2 separate regions of the Gossypium hirsutum genome follow, and region 2 is linked to region 1. A link is a contact called in public Hi-C data. All regions are on one chromosome and are shown on one strand. Each heading gives the region's core, a stretch centred on a gene start, on an enhancer-like site or on the middle of the called end of the contact. The rest is flanking DNA. Distances are from core to core; before and after follow the strand shown.

The links. A called contact is a pair of places that touch in the nucleus more often than the background predicts.
Region 2: a contact with region 1 is called in a Hi-C map of callus, with 4 times the contacts expected there. The contact joins the promoter of LOC107933492 here to the enhancer-like site in region 1. A contact is called at or near these places in 4 of 34 Hi-C or Micro-C datasets (callus, hypocotyl, leaf and 1 more).

The regions. Positions count from the first base shown.
Region 1 is chrA12:101,020,339-101,023,453 of Gossypium_hirsutum_v2.1, forward strand. No RefSeq gene overlaps it. Among protein-coding and RNA genes, the nearest start is that of LOC107946910, 13 kb to the left of the region's middle. Within about 2 kb of position 1,518, at least 5 of the 9 cell types and tissues checked have an H3K27ac peak or open chromatin away from gene starts, as enhancers often do.
Region 2 is chrA12:101,190,621-101,193,735 of Gossypium_hirsutum_v2.1, forward strand. LOC107933492 (polyadenylate-binding protein 1) reads left to right here and starts at 1,515. Exons shown (of 7, transcript XM_041083310.1): 1 at 1,515-1,595; 2 at 1,690-1,843; 3 at 1,942-2,044; 4 at 2,315-2,385; 5 at 2,866-3,057. The coding sequence starts at 1,691. It also overlaps the pseudogene LOC107933491.

The DNA of each region.
Region 1 (3,115 bases), core at 268-2,767:
AAGGAATACACTGATGTCAATGGAAATTTATTTGTCGATCAAAAGAGGAAGGGGGAATGGGCTTTAGAAATCTGTCGCCATTCAATATTTCATTACTAGCAAAGCAAGGGTGAAGGATTATTAAGAATCAGGATTCTTTGGTTACACAAGTATGTAAAGCAAAATATTTTCTGAATGAGCATTTTTTAAATTCTCGTTTGGGAAAAACTAGCTCTTATATTTGGAAAAGCATTTGGGCAGCGAAAGGTATTTTGGAAAAAGGAATATGTTGGAGGGTTGGTATAGGTTCAAACATTTCTATTCATGCTGATGCGTGGATTCGAGATGTTAATTTTAGATTATCTTCAATTGTTAATACTATGTGAGATGAAAAGGTTAGTGAGTTGATCGACAGCAATGCGAGAATATGGAAAAAAGAACTCATAAACAATACCTTTTCAAAAGACGATGCTGGAAAAATTATCCAGATACCTTTAGCGCGCACACCTCAGGATGATCTGTTTGCCTGAGGAGGTGAACATTCAGGGGAATTCTTGGCCTGCAGCGCCTACAAACTATTATAACTTTTTGATGAAATTCCTAGAGCTTATGCTTTACAAACCAACTACGAGAATTCTTACAAAAAACTCTGGCTCCTAAATCTACCTACTAAAATAAAGGCTACAGTATGGAGAATTTCATGGAACTATCTGCCTACGAGGATTAATATGCACTACTGAAAGCTCGTTAGTAATACAAGCTGCCCCCGATGTGGAGAAAATAATGAAACAATCGATCATATCTTTCGCGAATGTCCTGTCACAGTGGAAGTTTGGACACTATTAAATCTTCAAAATATTCTTATAAATTCTACCATGGATTTTTTACAGTGGATTCCCTAGATCTTTGATCAGCTCACTACATGTCAGAACAAACTCTTCTGCTGCGGTCTCTGGGCTATCTGGGGAGAGAGAAATAAAAGACTGCATGAGCAGAAACAGAGTACAGTCATGAAATAGTAAACTTCATCAACAACTATCTTGCTGAACTTAATGGTTTAGAAAGGAAAAATCCAGTAAGGGGGAATGAGCAAAGAAGATGGAATTACCCACCTAGTGAGTTCGTCAAAATTAATTTTGATGGTGCTAATGATGCGACTCATCAACAATCTGCCTTAGGAATTGTAGCTAGAAATGAAGAAGGGGTTGTCTTACTTTCCTGTTCAGAGATCCACCATGGGGTAACTTTCGCCTTTGCAGCTGAAGCAATAGCTTGCCAAAAAGCGGTCCAAACAGGAGTTGAACAAGAATGGCCGAAGATCATTATTGAAGGTGATTCCCTCACAATAATTAAGAAATGTATATCAAAGAGTCAAGGTCATTCAGATATTGGAGCATATATATATGATATTAAACAAAAACTGAACAGATCGAGAAGCTTTATATTCAAACACACACCAAAATTTGCAAATGCTCTCGCGCATATATTGGCAATAGAAACTCTAAAAAGGAAGGAAGAGATGTACCTGGATATGAAGGTCCTGGGGTATGCTGAAAATCAACGAAAGATTGAGTGGAGAAGAGAACCGGATTGAGGAGAGAACGGGGAAGAAGAGAACTGAGAGGAAAGGAAAAGAGAGCAAATAAATCGGTTTTAGAAGAACAACTTTCCCAAAAACTAAACTGTCAAAAGCAAAGAAAGAAATAAGACTCAAATGACAAGACAGGGTTCAGCAATTTCTGACTGGGCATTAATTAGATGTAATTATTATGATTTGTAGACTATTCGGTTAAAATATCTAGATTTGTTCTGAGTTTGGGCCATTTTATTTGATGTTCATTGTTTGCTGTTTATTTTTTGGTTTCATACTATATACTCTGAAGTTAAAAAAAAAGAAAGAATATTTTTGTCCTAAAATACTTTTTATTCTAAAAATATTTTTTAGAAAAAATACTAAATTGGCCCTTAATCTTTTTCGGTAGCAGCATTGGCCTCCAGGTTAGTTGCCTACCATGGCCTTTCCAACAATTTTCTTTAAATTTTTCTTTTAGATTTTAGTCTTTTTAGTTATAATGTACTCTATTTTTTTTTCTAAAAACTATGGTGGTTGTAGTTTCACTCCACTTTACTTTCTTTGAAAGTTGTGTTGGTTCTTGTCTCTACCATGTTTCTATGAAACTAATGGTGGTTTTAGTTTTTGTTTTAGCTTTTATCTTTTAGTTGTCTCTAGTCGTGTTTTAGCGTATATATAAGTTGGAATCAAACAGATAGGTAATATCAACCCATTTAAACTCTTATATAATAATATAGATTATACGTGGTGCATTTTCGTTTTTAATACTAAGAGTTGTGCGTGGTTCAATTTTCTAATATCAATAATTTCATCAAAATTCTGTAATACAATAATTAATTGATGATCAAAAGGTGTCATTTTGTGTGCATGATATTATCAACAGTAGATTTTATCACATTCACAATGTGGATGAATGAAAATATTTTGTATTAATAAAATTATTTCAACAAATGATTAGTGTTGGAGTGTTAAGAAATTTCTATTTGAATTAGTTTGAACTTGTGTTTGATTCTTAAATAATGTTTTTTAGTTGTTTTATTTGAAATATTATATATAAATATTAAAGGGTAAAAATATTCTTATAATAATATTAATTACCCTTTAAGATAAAAATATTTTGATAATTTCGTAATTAAATTGATGTTAAATTAACTCGTGACACTAACTTAATTAACCGTATAAATAAAACATACCTCAACTCGTGCAGATTTTTCCCACATATCATGAATTGAAAGAAAAAATCATTTGAAACTTGAATTCCAAATTCCATCTAGTGATAAACTTTTTCTTTTTCTTTATTTATATAAATCTAACAAATAATTTACTAATGAGGCACACATGAGTTTCCATTCTTAAATAAAATTCAAATGAATGAGAAGATATTATCTCAAGATTTTTAGGACCGAAACAATTATGGGTGTTGTGTATAAGCAACAATCACATTCAATATAACTCATTAATGGCACCACTAACCGAAAGAATTGGTTTGAATTTCGTAGCAAGCTTCAAGTAGGAACTACAAACATATGAGTGGCATGAAACCATAAATGAGTGGCAATGCAA
Region 2 (3,115 bases), core at 265-2,764, 170 kb after region 1:
TTGACCAAAATAGATTTAACAACAAGACATGTTATGTTAAATGTATATATTGATTGGAAAAGTTGGATATAGAACACGGACATATTCGTGGAGAAGCGAGAAGGTGGAGGATTTACAGTGATAACAGCACAAGCGAGAGAAAGTTCATCGGAAGACACGGGTTATTCGTTCGTGCATGGCAGCATTACCGGAACAGCCAGCAATTCATTTTTGGGGAGGGCTTGGAGGAGCAATCCAAGAGTTGTTTATGCATATACTGATATGAGCAACGTGGTCAATCCAGCCTGCTGGATGGACTCATAATAGGTTTCCTGAACGAGCCAAGTAAGATAAATTACTTTTTCTATATATATTAATCCTTCTAAGAAACAAAATCTTATTAAGGTGAGAATGATGCAGAGCTGGTACTATTCTTCTTGACCAAAATAGATTTAACAACAAGACATGTTATGTTAAATGTATATATTGATTGGAAAAGTTGGATATAGAACACGGACATATTCGTGGAGAAGCGAGAAGGTGGAGGATTTACAGTGATAACAGCACAAGCGAGAGAAAGTTCATCGGAAGACACGGGTTATTCGTTCGTGCATGGCAGCATTACCGGAACAGCCAGCAATTCATTTTTGGGGAGGGCTTGGAGGAGCAATCCAAGAGTTGTTTATGCATATACTGATATGAGCAACGTGGTCAATCCAGCCTGCTGGATGGACTCATAATAGGTTTCCTGAACGAGCCAAGTAAGATAAATTACTTTTTCTATATATATTAATCCTTCTAAGAAACAAAATCTTATTAAGGTGAGAATGATGCAGAGCTGTTTATTATGGAGAATACCAGTGCAAGGGGCCAGGTGCAAATCCCAGTAAGCGAGAGCCATTCGTGAAGCAGCTATCAGGTGCGGAAGTCCTACCATTCCTGGTTCTTAACTTCATTGAAGCTACCAAATGGCTGCTTCCTCCTCCTAAATATTAATTTAATCACCATATGTTAGTCATTCAGGCACACCCTCCGGTGGAAAATAACTAGGCATCTATTTTATTATTATTATCTTCCTATGCCATTGGCTTGTAACATGTGACATACCTCAAGTCAATAAGAAATTAAGTCACTTTTTTTTAATCTTATTTTCGCACCATTTCTTATGCTATTTATGTTGATTAAATATTACTTACTTTTCTCAATCATTTTAACGTACTACAAATAATAATAATCCACTGCTTTGATCTCATTTATTTTGTAAAATTTGAGTTCGTGTGGTTTAGTCTAATTAATTCAATTTATTTAACTTTAGTTTAGACTGTAATAATTTTTAATATAATAAAACTATAATAATTTAATTTTACTTAATAACTCCTTTATTATATTTATAATTATTTTATACTTACCCTTATTTAAATATATATTTATATTTATTCTTTAATTATGCTTATCACACTTTGAAAAAATAGTGTGATGCGTTAAATAAACCCTTTTTTTTAATTTTTTTAACACCGTTAAATTAAACTTATTAGATGGTCCATCTCCGTATTAAAGAAATATATCTCGAAGACACACGTGACGGGCGTAACTATCATTCCCCACACAAGTGCCAGGTTTTAATCTTTGTCTATCCGTTCCCTAACCTTTCCCCCAAATCCATAACGAAGAATAAAACCCTAATTCCAAAATTCCCCCGAATTTGACTAGAATGGATCAATACGAAGAGCAAGAGCACGAGGTGTACGGAGGGGAGATCCCTGACGAGGAAGGAGAGATGGATGCGGAGTTCGATATGACTGCTGGAGCTGAGGATTACCAAGGCAACGACCAAGGCCTTCAACAAGATCCTAGTTCCTCCAAAGTTGCCCTCTTTCTCATTTTAGCTTTTTTCCTTTTTCTTATCTTTAGCTGAGCTATTTTTCTGATGAAAAAAAATTTTGTATTTTGAAAAAAAAATAGGACTTGGAAGACATGAAAAAGAGGCTTAGGGAAATCGAGGAAGAGGCGGGAGCTTTACGTGAAATGCAGGCTAAAGTCGAGAAGGAGATGGGCGCTGTCCAAGGTTCTTTATCTTTTTCTCTTTAACTTTTATTTTTTTTTTCAGTTTGTATTTGATCTGAGCTTTTGGCTGTATTTTTTAACAAGTATGACTTTGATTGGGATTTACTTGTCTTGTTTGAGAAGGAGAATCTCTTCTTAATCATGAAATTGAAATTGAACTTCTTTATAATTGATTTGATTTCTTTTTGAATTATGAACCGTTTTGTGTATGAATTGTTTATGTCTAGCAAACTGATTTGTTTGTACTTTTTTTTCCTGGATGTGTATGAAGATTCCTCAAGTGCTTCTGCAAGTCAAGCTGAAAAGGAGGAAGTGGATTCCCGCTCGATTTATGTTGGTAATGTGAGGTTTATCAACTCTTTCCTATGCCTTATATATGTTTATTTTGTTAAATTGTCTCATTTACCTTACTTGTGGTCCAATTATTATCTTAATGTTAAAAATTTACTTGTAAGTTAGCTGAAAGTATGATTGTGCTTTTGTTTGGCCAGTAAGGGTATAGGAAAGTTTTTCAATTTTGGTTTTATGTTTGTGCATTCATGTTGTTTGAAATGTGTTTTTATGTGCATGTAATTGCATGGAAAATCATGTCTTAGTTTTGTATTGATGTCAACTTAAATGTGATTAAAACAAATTGATTGAAATATTAATGTAGTTTATGTTTAATGCCGTTTTTCTTCTTTAAGTAACTTCTGAAGTGTTTTGATGTACAACAAATGATCTCAATGAAAGTATAACTAGATGATTCCTCTATGCTTGTGAACAAATGATCTGGATGTGGGCTAACATTCTTTTTTCTTTATATATCTTTTTCAAAAACAGGTAGACTATGCATGTACACCTGAGGAAGTACAACAGCATTTTCAATCCTGTGGAACAGTGAACAGAGTTACAATTTTGACCGATAAGTTTGGTCAACCTAAAGGATTTGCTTACGTTGAATTTGTTGAAATTGATGCTGTCCAAAATGCTCTACTGTTAAATGAATCAGAATTGCATGGTCGCCAGTTGAAGGTTTATATCATGATATATGTGTGAATTTTTAGTTCATGAACTACATGGCAATAAAAGT